Linked DNA regions of Mus musculus: region 2 is linked to region 1. The links are chromatin contacts, called in public Hi-C maps. All regions are on one chromosome and are shown on one strand. Each heading gives the region's core, a stretch centred on a gene start, on an enhancer-like site or on the middle of the called end of the contact. The rest is flanking DNA. Distances are from core to core; before and after follow the strand shown.

Evidence for each region. Hi-C and Micro-C count contacts between places; a contact is called where the count stands out from the background.
Region 2: a Hi-C map of cortical neurons shows a contact between it and region 1, with 1.8 times the contacts expected there. The contact joins two enhancer-like sites. A contact is called at or near these places in 4 of 15 datasets of contacts at CTCF or cohesin (embryonic stem cells, large pre-B cells and pro-B cells), 63 of 484 Hi-C or Micro-C datasets (the 3T3-L1 cell line, the AtT-20 cell line, the C10 cell line and 33 more), 14 of 115 datasets of contacts at active chromatin or transcription factors (Th17 cells, cardiomyocytes, embryonic stem cells and 6 more) and 4 of 9 other capture datasets (adipose tissue, embryonic stem cells, liver and 1 more).

Annotation. Positions count from the first base shown.
Region 1 is chr6:71,588,122-71,594,195 of GRCm38.p6, forward strand. It overlaps Kdm3a (lysine (K)-specific demethylase 3A), which reads right to left. Exons shown (of 27, transcript NM_001038695.3): 22 at 5,754-5,884; 23 at 3,952-4,071; 24 at 3,734-3,873; 25 at 2,537-2,713; 26 at 2,317-2,451; 27 at 849-1,594. The coding sequence ends at 1,514. Among named protein-coding and RNA genes, the nearest start is that of Kdm3a, 42 kb to the right of the region's middle. Within about 2 kb of position 3,225, at least 15 of the 459 cell types and tissues checked have an H3K27ac peak or open chromatin away from gene starts, as enhancers often do. A contact at or near this core is called in cortical neurons, where this site is marked.
Region 2 is chr6:71,800,345-71,806,354 of GRCm38.p6, forward strand. The region is part of intron 6 of Reep1 (receptor accessory protein 1); the gene reads left to right. Among named protein-coding and RNA genes, the nearest start is that of Mrpl35, 20 kb to the right of the region's middle. Within about 2 kb of position 3,922, at least 53 of the 459 cell types and tissues checked have an H3K27ac peak or open chromatin away from gene starts, as enhancers often do. A contact at or near this core is called in cortical neurons, where this site is marked.

The DNA.
Region 1 (6,074 bases), core at 1,975-4,474:
CATAGAACTTTATTCTTGTATACTTCATTATTTTAACTGATATGGGACATGTGTGACTTTTATGTGAAATAGTCAGAGGACAACTGTATGGGGCTTTCTCTCCTCCTCTAATCCCATTAGAGGAAAAACACTTAAGTAACCAGAGCCCTCTTGCTGCCTCTCACATTGAATTTCTAACTGTAACCATCCTGCTTCATTTTAAGTTGCATGCAGATTTTTTCTAAACATGGCCATTCTGACAATTTCTTTGACACATTTCTTACATTCTTCTTTGAACACACTAGAGATTCCAGAGTAAGAACTAGATCAGTTCATAATCTAACTTCAGGTATATATGAGGATGTGAAAGTTCTTGCTGGCTCTTGCCTTTTGTCATTAAGGTAAGTTCAACTCTGGGTAACAGTTCTTGTAATTCTGTATGAGAACCTTTGACAGCAGGCTTGAAGGTGGCTTCCCTACGCTGCTGTTCTGACATAGCTGATTTCTAAGCAATAGTGTAGCTTCTAGATCCAAATCTACAAAGGAGCTTTTAAGAAATATTCACCAACTGTTTCGATAGACTTAGAAATGTATTATTACTTGGAAGGTTAACACCTACACTCTAGGCCTTGTCTGCTTAGCACTAATGAACAAATTCCTTCTGCAGCCCAGGAGAGGGACCACAAGGTAGCCTTCTTTACCAATGCTGTCCCTTCACAGAGATGAGGACTTTAGGTGCAGCTGTCCTAACCCTAGCAGTTAACAGTCACTATTTGGGTTTTGGTTAGTTCCCATTTTCAAACTGGTGATGGCTCTTAACAAAAGCAGGACAGATCAGCGCTGTATTAGTCACTAAGAAATGATTATCTAATTCAATAGTTTAGCCCTTTTATTTTCGAGAGAGTAAACAAAGAATAAAGGACAAAGAACAGCGACAAAATATTATAGGAATATTTTAATGCAAAATGCTTACCACTTAAAATTAGCAAAGCTTCATTTAAATTAAAATTCCATTAACTAAAGATGGTTAACCCCAAGAATTATACAGTAGTTATTTCTGCTATATAATGCCAGTCCTATGCAATATATATTTAGAACTGCACCATTAGCTGTCACTTCCTCCATTGCTCTTCTGGACCCTAGTGGGTGGGGGAGGGTGCTCTGAAGGACATAAAATAAAATCCAACGAAACTTCGCAGTGATCCCTAATAGTTAAAAATCCACTTGAATGAGCTGTCCAGACGAACAGCTGGGGAGTAACTGCAAGGATTGTTTCAGAGCCAGCAGGGTCTTCAGCTTGGTAGAAGATCTAGGTGAAGTCACAGTATAAGGATGCGTGGTCTGTAAATAGTTACTACATATACACACTTAGTGTCTGTAAACACTAGAAATATACATTAGAGACAGTACCCTCCCAAGTCAGGTGTACTTTAAAAAAGAAGATGAGGTAACAGGAAATCTCAAAGTCCACAGGAATCCTGCCTGAAGAGTTTGATCAGCTGCCAATAATTCATCTCCATTGTGCAGAGAAGAGTTAAGGTTTGCCCAAACTGGATTCACTGGCTTTCAGCATAGCAACTGCATCTTTCACTGCATGGTAGATAACATTTTTCACCTAAAGCAACAGAAGAAAAAAAATTACTTGTTTCATTAAAACCTAAAATCTCTCACCAAGAATAATTTCACCACATACACAAACTTCTCTTAGAACTTAAATTAATGCTCAACATGTAATTTGAGGGCCTCTGGCTCCTGGAGACCAGTATGCCATACCTACACCATCCTTCTCTGAAGAACTTACAATCAGTTTTGGCCAAGGATGAGTATACAGTGTTTTATCAGACTTGTAGTTTTCAAACCTGAAGCAATATGCATTAATTCACTGTTGATTTAGTTTAAATTGTGATGTTGCTGTATAGCTCGGGGTGGCCTTCAAACCCTCCTCAGACTCTGGATTAGTGAAGCTGGGATTGCAATGTGAGCTGCCACACACACATATTCACACCACTACTCGAAGTCTCTGAACAACAGCCCCATCTGATCCCAATGTTCAGTTCTTCCAATCCTGCTCAACCACAAGTAGCAAAAGCACTGCAGTACAAAGTCCTGTGTTCCAGAACACTGGCTGTGGCTAAGCCAGGGATAAGGACTTTCAGTGCCTAAGCAATGACCAGGGTGAGGCTTTCTCTGGCCTTGTAGCTTTATCACTCACGCGCATGGTAGGACTAGGTAGAAAGCTATCCCAACGGTGACATGGCCAGATAGGCTGACTCTCTAAGGTCACTACTGAATCATGAGCCATAGGCAGCAAATGCCTGGACCTGGTGCTATTTTTACCTGCAATTTATCTTCATGGTTGGTATGAGTCTGTGACAAGTAACGGAATTCCTGAGTAAGCCAGAAGCAGTGTTTAACATGCTCTGGAGACACAAAGTCTTCAGCCACTTTGATACAGCTGTATAAGTTATGAACCTGGAAGACATCAAGCCACGTCTGTAAGAAGTCCACAAGATCACAGCAGAAAGGCAATAAACAGGAATTAGTAACAGGTTCTGACCTGATGTGGCGCTCCTGCTGGGATAAACACCACATCCCCAAGAAACTGTACAATAGCCCAGCCTTGCACGCCGTACTCTTGATAGAGGCGCTTTCTCAGCGATCGGTCTAAATACCAGCTCTGATCGTGGATAGGGTCATGGTCTGCAGGGTTGTCTTGACCCTGCTCCTCTGATACCTACAATACAGTAAAAATAGCATGCAACTTAGCAAATGTCAAACCCAGTAAGAGTGTTTTCCCTTCCCAAAATACAAGTAGTCAATAAACATCAGGCCGTCTTCAAGTTATGCGTTCCCACTGGTAGAAATAGTGTTCAAGCTCACTAACAGAATGCAATCAAGAGAAACACAGAACCGTGCTTCCTGCTATCACTTCCTACAGTCTGTACTCTCTTGGACAATATTTAGGTCCTCCTCTTTTTAAATGTAAACAGATTCCTCATGAACCAACTTGTCTTGCATTTACTGTCTGACTTATGAAACAGTCCCAAAGATTTCTACATTCAGTGTCTGGAAAACCATACTACAAAAAAAAAGTGACATCATTAAGGGAATATGGTGACCAGAAGTCAAATAGTCTGATTTTTAGCAACTGGATATTAAAGAACCTACCTGGTGTCAGGACCACAAATGGGCTAGGAATGTTCCTATGACTCAGGTATGACTTCAGAGTATTAGTCACAAATCCCTGGTTTGTAATCAGCAGCCTCAACACTGAACAAGTTTCAGGAGAGACAGCTCTATCTTTCCAGAGCTGGGAACTTCCACATAACTTCTGCAACTACAGTGAAACTGAGTTCTCCCGGCTCCTGCTAGTCCTTTAAATGACAATCACTTAAGGTGAGTCTCTCACCAAATGAGAACAAAACCAATTGAGACTTTAGCAATTTATTCAGAACATGAGACCTTGGGGCCAAGGACTGATTCATGAACTAGTGAAATGCTCCTATTTTCAAGGCAGTATTAACAACAACAAAAGGTATAATATGATGATCAGGCAAACTCAAGGCAGCAAAAATCTCCAAGTGCATTAAAACTGAAAATAAACACAGAAGACGAGGCCGCCCCTTTTTTAGAATCCTTGTTTCTTAGCAACTACTGACAGCCCATCCAATTGATACGGATTTGCACTGTATGGGAATTTATAGTATTGCTATTCTTATGCTTCCCCCCACATGACACAAGATTAGCAACTCACCTTTTTAAGGAATTCTCTTATCTTCTCTGTGTCTTTAGCAGCATATATGTGCCAAAGGGCTCCTGGCTTCTCTTTTCCTTCAATAAATCTCTTGATTGTGAGTTCATCAGAATCTCCATCTTGGATGGTTCTAAGGACTTCTAGATAAGAGAAAAAGCAAGTGTGAACAGTGTATCCTGGCTTAGACAGTAAGCCCAGCTTCAATATTCAGATCCTACCTTCTTCTTGTTCACACTGTCCTTTGGGAATTCCCACATAAACCATGACATTGGCTGCATCAGATACATCTAAGTGAAGATTTGTGGTCCCATATTTCCGATCCTCTGGAGTGATCAATCCTTAAAAATGAATGAAAGAAAGAAAAAAACCTGAGTATACCAGGATGCTTAGAACTAAGAATACAAGAAATCAGAGTGGTAAAATGACCTGCAGGCAGGAGGGAACACTGCCCACTGCACCGAATTCTCTTCCGTGTTCATAGTGTGTCCACAGGAGGAGGCTCACCTTGCTCTGTGGCCACTCTTGACACCAGCACTCTCCCTCTTGTACTGGGTAGGAAACGAAGCACAGCAACCTCAGAAAGGGGGCTGTACTGTTTGGAGAAAGGTTTCACTTCTAGCTTGCTTGGTGGATGCTATTTGAGAGGGGCTAAAACTAAGGGATGGTAGTTTCCATTTGTGTCACCTAGGACCCTAAAACCTAGCTCTACTTTGCTTTGTTTCCAATGTGCTGAAATAACAGCCCTACAAATAGGTAAAGCCTTGGGCATTTGGTTCAAATAATGAAATTTGAGATGTGCTTTAAAATGGTAAAAGAACATATAAAGGGAAGACAATGGAATAGACAATCATAATAAAAGAGCTGACAGTGGTTTACACTGGATGGTGAGCATAAGAGCACCTGTACTAGACATAGCAGCTTTCAATGAATTTAAAAGGTATTTATCTGGTGGAAAAAAAAGTACAAAATGCAAGTACAAAAAGGAATTAACATGTCAAAACCAAGGTGAATGAAACAAGTTACATACGGCCACATGAAAGCGTATCTGAAAAGTCAGTCTACTTAAAACATAAAAGCAGACTATTAACAAAAAATACTTTAAATCTTTTTTTTTTTAGTGTTTTGGGTCTGTGTTGAGTGTATGTCACATGTGTACATATACTCGGGAGTCAGGGGTTATGAGACCCTCTAGAGCTGAAGTTATTAGCGTAAGAGCTGCTGATCAGGGTGCTGTGAACTGACCCAGGTTCTCTGGAAGAGCAGCAATACTCTTAATCACTGAACCACCTCTCCAGCCCCCAATGATGTATTGATAAAATCATAAATATAAGAGACTGGGAGTAAAGCTCCAAAGAAGAGTGCCCAAAGAGTAACTGGGACAGCAGGCTGTTGTGGCTGCACAACACTGTGAAATGGAGCGTTACAACAAAAGAAGGATAAACTGACTCTTAACACAGCCTACCCATACTGGCATGGGTTATTATGCTAAAACAACCAGACTCTAAACTCTTGAGGAAGCATCAACTCAGATAGAACCAAGATTATATACAACAACCCCCACCCCAAATCATAAGGAAAGCTTTTACAAGCACTGCCATATATTGGTGTCTAGGACACACAGCTCTACCTCTGGCTAAAATACTTAAACCAAGCCAGAAACTGATCTCAAAACCTTCTCAGATATTCATTTCTTCTATAGCATCATAACTTCTGCAAAACACACACACACACACACACACACACACACACAATAACATTAGTGGGAAACAATAGCAAAACTGACCTAGATATCCACCTAGACTGAAATGACCACACATTATGAAGTTCTATTAATTATAGGCGTAGAAAACAAAACTATAAAATTGTAACCTGCCTTAAAACTGCAATTATGAAAACACACACACATGTGACCAAGAAATAGAGAAATGTGCAAGAACGAAAGCAGTGTCCAGCCGCTTTCTATCTAATCATTTTTCCAAACATCTTGTTTTATTTCCACTATGTTTTATTTCCTTCTTACCATAAGCATTGTACATCTTGGGGCCCAGGTCTGGCCGTACAAAGTAGTTTGGCAGTCTGGAAGCCAGGTTCAGTTTGCCATCTCGCCTGGTGTACTCAGGCAGTGGAATGTTGGCCATCAGATCATCAAACCTAGAACAAGAAACCCAATAATTTGCAAAGCAAGCTTCCTTTCTACTTTAGTATACTAGGACATTTGTACCTTCTATACAAAAAAGACCAAATCTGAGACAGAGATGGCTAGCCTTGATATTTAGAACTACACAGGTATGCTCAAATGATCTGGAATGTTTCAGGTTATAGAGCTGAAAAGTATCTCATG
Region 2 (6,010 bases), core at 2,672-5,171, 210 kb after region 1:
GCCTGCTATATTGCTCTTACAAGATGTGCCTCCACTTTGCCTGAGGGAGGGCACTGGATTTTGAAAGCCGTAAGTCCAAGACAAGTGACAGACAGGAGCACTAAGCGGGGACACAGTGGGAGAGCAGCATTCAACCAGTCTTGGGCAGCCCATGTCCAACTGGGGCCTCCCAGGCCATCTTGGAAGCTGGGGACTCCCATTGGTAGACACTGGTAGACTTCCTAGTTCCTGGGAAACAGCTCTTCGTTGTCCCCAGATGGCCATGGTCATGTCTGTCCCCCATTCTACATGATGAGTTGTAAGAACCATGAGCCAGGACAGCATCACCCAGGGACCAGGTTGGTTAACGTCCCATTCTTTCTGATTCCTGCCTCTAAGATACCTTCACCTATGAGGACACCAGTAGTAGTCCAAGTCTATGTAGCAGACAATTAAATCAGCAGACAGTAGGGATCTACAGACTCTGCAGACCACTGCAGCAGGTGTCTAGGAATGGATGGCATTTGGAGGAGTGGAGCAGTAGCAGCAGATAGCTGGAAGCATCCAGCGGGGATGGCTCTGCTTGGAGTCTAGGCCTGGTAGCTTTGGCTCAAGCCTTGGCTTTTGCATTCCCTACTCTCCTAAGGTCCTGCTGCCAACCACTACTCTGGAATCTTCTTCCTGCCCCCTAGAGCTCCTTGCAAGGACCCAATCCATGATTCCTCCACAGTGGGAACCTCTATGTCCTTAGGGACAACTCTCCACTTTCTGGGTCTCCTTCTCCCTTCTGTAAGGTGGAAGGGATGGGTTAGTGTTTCTGTGGTCCCTCTAGCTCTCTGCCAGTGAAGGGCACTCTACTGGAAAGTGCTGGCAAGTGGGCTTGACTCACAGCAGGGGCGGAAGCTGACTCTCAAGCTTCTGCGCTTTGAGAGGATTGGGGGTGGGGGTGGAGGTGGGTCCTGTGGAATGGATGGTGTTCCGTTCAGAACATGGGAAGGTTCTAGTCATCCTTAGAGACTGAACTTTCTAAAGGATTTGCAAATCCAGGTCTTAATTCAGATAGTGGAGAAAGGAGAATTGGGAATTTGGGGGCTGACAGTCACCTTACAGGGCAGCAACAGCCATAGCGTTAGAGTTCAGAGCCCAGCACGCAGCAGTTGTTAGTCAGGTTCTGTTCTAATCTATGCCTCCCAGACACTAGAAAGTTCTCTCCCTCCCTCTCTGCTTCATTCTGATTGTCAGTCGGCTCCCTGCTGTTTCCTGCATAGTTCTGTCTCTTTGGAGAATCTTCCTGTCCACCACCTTTCCTCCCCTTTTTTCTCTCTTCCTCCCTGAGCTGCCTGTCATCAGTCAGAGAGGTGTATCGGGCCCTTTTAAAGTCAAGTCAGCAGGGCATAAATTTAAGTACACGCGGGTTTCGTTCCAAAGCCCCTTCTCTAACAGGTTGTTCTTTTCTTCCTCCTTGGTGACTGCTGGGATCCTGGATGTAAGTGTTCAGACAGGCATGTCCCGTCAGCACATCTGCTGCCTTGCATCACTAATGTGTGCCGTGTGGGATGTATGCTAACCTGGGTGTCGTGCTGCACTGTGGGTGGGTGGCTCAGCGCCTAGGGCTGGCAGATCTGTTCAGGTCTTTAAAGGACTGAGACTACCCAGCCCCTCCTTTCTATCCTCCAGTGCTGAGCCGACACTAACACATGCAGGTGCCCGATTGTGGAAGACAACAGGGACCCCTGTCTTTAAGTAGAAACCATCGACCTTGACCCAACCATGACAGTTCAGTGAGCTCCAGGCTTGGGGTACCTTTGCTAAAGGGTTGGGAGGACCTCTTATGGGAGAGCATATATCCACACAAGTTCTCAGGGTCTTGGAGTCTTAGCCATTGGGCAGAGGACATATTAGATCACAAGTCTATGCAAATCTACAGATACACTCTGTAGTTTCCTGCCCAGTCACTTGTCCTTGATTATCAGATTAGTACCACTCCTCAGTGTGGACAAATCCAGTGTGACTTATTTCTTATTTACTCTGCTGCTTGTTCCAAAAAGTATATGTGTGTATGCACGTATGTATGAATGTATGTATGCATATGTGTATCTGTATGTGTGCATGCATGTGTGTGTGTGTGTGTGTGTGTGTGAGAAACAGTGAGCCAAAGTAAGAAAGTGAAAGTGGGAAGTGAGAAGAAAGGAAGATAGGATCAGGAGAAAATTGTAAATGCATGCTGCCTGGTCATTCCTCACACCCTGAAGAGGGAAATACAGTTAACCAGCGTCCATGGTGCATTGGCACTCAGAGGCATGGCTATCCCAAGAGTGAGGCAGATTATACAAACAAGGGACTAGGGACTTGGCTGAGTGGTAGAGCATCTGCCCGGCATGTGCAATGGCCTGGATTTGATTTCCATCATTCAGAAAAGTAAAGATAAGACAGTAAATACCGGGGCTTGAGAGATGGTTAAGAGAGTGGTTAAGAGCACTGACTGCTCTTCCAAAGATCCTGAGTTCAAATCCCAGCAACCACATGGTGGCTCACAACCATCCGTAATGAGATCTGATGCCCTCTTTTGGTGCGTCTGAAGACAGCTACAGATTACTTGGATACGATAATAAATAAATCTTAAAAAAAAAAAAAAAAGATAGTAAATACCAACAGCACACTTGGCAGACACACAGGACCATCCTAACAATTGGGGTGTTTTTAGGCAGGGTTCTGTGTCTCTCTTTCTGTCTCCCAGCCACCCACACTGGCCTCCTGTGCTCCCAGCCTCTGCCCAGATCAGGCCAGGCTTCTACTCCTGCCTAGATATCTGTAATGATCGCCACTCCTGGGAGTCACAGAACTACTTCTTTTCAAACTACGCTTCTTGTTCAAGGTTGCAGTGGGAAGCATGCACAAAGCCCTGTTAAGAGTTTCAGTGCCGAGATGGGCCCTGATTTTTGTTTCTTTCTTCGTTTTATTTTGCTTTTGTGTCTGAGACAGGGTCTCCACACTGGAGCCGAGACTAGCCTGGAACTCACTTTGTGGCCCAGGCTAACCCAAAGAAAATTTCTGCCTCCGTTTCCCAGAGTTAGGGGTACTGGCATGCATGCCCACCTATGAGGTGGTTATCATTGTGGTTAGTGTGTGGTTTAGATGCTCAGCCTCAGGACATTCTGGTGGGCAGACTGAGGAATTATATACCCAAGGATCCTGCGGTGTCTCTGGGTTATCATAACAACTGGCAGGGGAAAACTCTTCATTTAAGGGAACAGCACACACCTGTTCAGAGGTCTAAACTCAGCTAGGATGAACTCATCCTGAAGATGTAGGTTTTTGAGGGGTGGAGCTAGCCAGGATGCTTCTGCATTTTTACTTTGGCCTGAGAGCCTTGGGTCCTAACTAGGTCTGGACCTTATTCTTCTTTCCAGACAGGAGGAATCTGTGTCTAGAGGGATGTCCTGGTTAGTGAGAGCCATGCTCCAGTGTGGAGCAGAGCTGAACTGTCTAAAATGACAACAGGCTTCCATTGAGATCACTAGATGATCCGGACCAGCTGAGTGCCCAGGCCTTCCTCAGACACTCAGAGGACAAGGGATGAGCAGCCACAGCCCCACAACTCAGGATGTTTTCTGCTGAGACACTGTGGCCCACAAGAGAACCAGGGCATATGGCAGGAGCTGCAGGGTATAGATTCTAGGCATTATCTGGGGCTCAGGCAACTTTGGAAGACCAGAGTGTTCAAGAAAGGTGGCATTACTGCTCTCAAGTTCAACAAGCTGATTTAGGCAGGGAAGGACAAGAAAGCAACTATACTCGGAGTAAACAGTCTGCGAGAGGCACAAAGTGAAGAAAGAAAGAAAAAAAAATCAAGGCAAATTTATGATGTCAGGCTGACAAGGCTCACACAGCCTGAGCAGATGGCTCTCCACCCACGGCTCAGCCCTATAAGGCCGGCTGACAGCAGCTATGGGCTCATGCTGCCCTCTGCTGGCTGCTATGGAGCACTGGAAACTGGAAACACGAAACACTCTTAGTTGCAGCTTTTAGTTAATTCCACAAGGACTACTGTTACACAGCAACTAGCCCGTTCTGCGCCTGAATAGGATTTTAGAAGCAGTAGCAGGGTGTCCCAACAAGAGCTCAGGAGTCTGTATGTAGACGTCAGAGTGGTGGAATCGGATGAGTTGTGGACCCTCTAGCTCTATCTTCTGTAACTCTGGATGAAGACAACATACCAAGAATAGAACTATGTTCTGGATGAAGATAACAGACCAAGAATAGAACCATGTGTCCGTGGATTCGAGATAAACTGGGTATAGCAGAAAGTAATTTGCATTCTGCCTAAGCTAGGACATTCTGGCTCAATGACATGGCTGCATTCAATGGGCCAACTTAATTCTGGAGCTTTGCCTATAGCTCATTCAAGTTTCACTGAAGTAAGAATCTTGCTGTCGCATGGGGGTGGGGTGGGAGATACATTCAGATTTTGCATCTTTATGAGGGTCCTCTTCTATCTAGCACCAGGTATTTTGAAATGAAAAATCTGCATCCATTAGGTCTCTAGGCCTACATTTTACATACTGTCTCTTCCAGGATGCCTGGTGCTGCATAGACAAGGGTACTGCACTGTCAGCATCTCCTGTGTGTACGAGTTAGAAAGCATCACCCCTCGGAGGCACAGTTCTTGTCTTCAGAGAAGGCTATTTCTGTTGTCCACTCTTCCATTGTCCAGTCACAGATCTAAGAACAGGGCATGGCAAGTCTCAGAGTTAAGGAAGTGTCTTCTATCCTCCTGGGAGCTGTTCAATGGCTTCTGAGTCTGCAGTTGATTCTGTACACTCTGCTAAGGCTTCCACTTATACCTTCACTTTCCTGAGTCCCCCCTAAAGACAGTACGGCTTCTTCAGATAGGGGGCCCTGGCTGTCCTAACAGGTTTGTTGTGCTGTGTACCTAATCACCCTTCCTGCCATCCTTGCTCCCTTCCACACTGACCCCTTCTCGCTGTCCTTTGTCTCCTTTGTTAGATGGACATTAAGTGGTTGAGGGAGATGTGAATGAGGGTGGTGTGAAGTCATGGGAGCCCCACCAGGTCCGAAACCCACTGGCGTTTTCTGACGAGGAGGAGGAGGACCTGTTGGAGTTCATGTACAAGTATAAGGCACCGAGGAGGAGCGAGTTGCCCCTGGAGGTACATAGTGTCTGGGGGTGTGGGCTAGAACATGTGTTTGCACTAGAGATCTGGGGGTCCTGAGAATGACATTACTTGTGATACCCAACACTTTCTGAGTGCTTAGGGGAAAGAACGACTTCCCTCCAAACAGGTAGGACAAACCACCAGTTACCTGCCAAGATCTGTGTGTGTATGTGTGCGTGCGTGCGTGCGTGCGTGCGTGCGTGCGTGTGTGTGTGTGTGTGTGCAGCTACCCCATGGAGTCCATACCCCATGGAGTCCAGGACAGTAAGTGCCTCACCAGGTGAGTTATTCCTCCAGCTCCAGTTCTTTAGTTATCAGGAAACAATATACTTAGCACTGTGGCCAATTATGGATATAGACAGGGCTTTGGCAGCAGAAGGACCATGCCTGTGACTCGTGTTCTGTGACAAAGGTGGAGAGTTACTAGTCACAGGCTCAGGGAAAAGCCACTCAATTCCTTTCTGGTTCTTTATCTACTAAACCTGATGGCCTGCGGGTCCATTGTGAAAAAGTCATGATTCCGGTCACACACAAAATTAGAGACCCTGGTGAGAATCAGACAGGATGCTCAGAAACATTCCCCTTCATAAGCCTAGGCTCCTAGCATCCCTGTTCTCTCTGAGATGGAAGCTACAACCACCTCAGATGGAGGAGTTCCTCACATTCCTGGACAAGATGGATCATTTCATATTCTCTCATATATTCTTGCCCCCCCCAACCCTTCTCCAGTGTTGGGATCAAGCCAGGGCCACCCACATATGCTAGACAGACATTCTACCACTGGGCTATGTCTCCAACCGGTCAGTGTGGATTAGTTCTGGGTACTGGGTGAGTCCTATCTGACCTCAGGATCT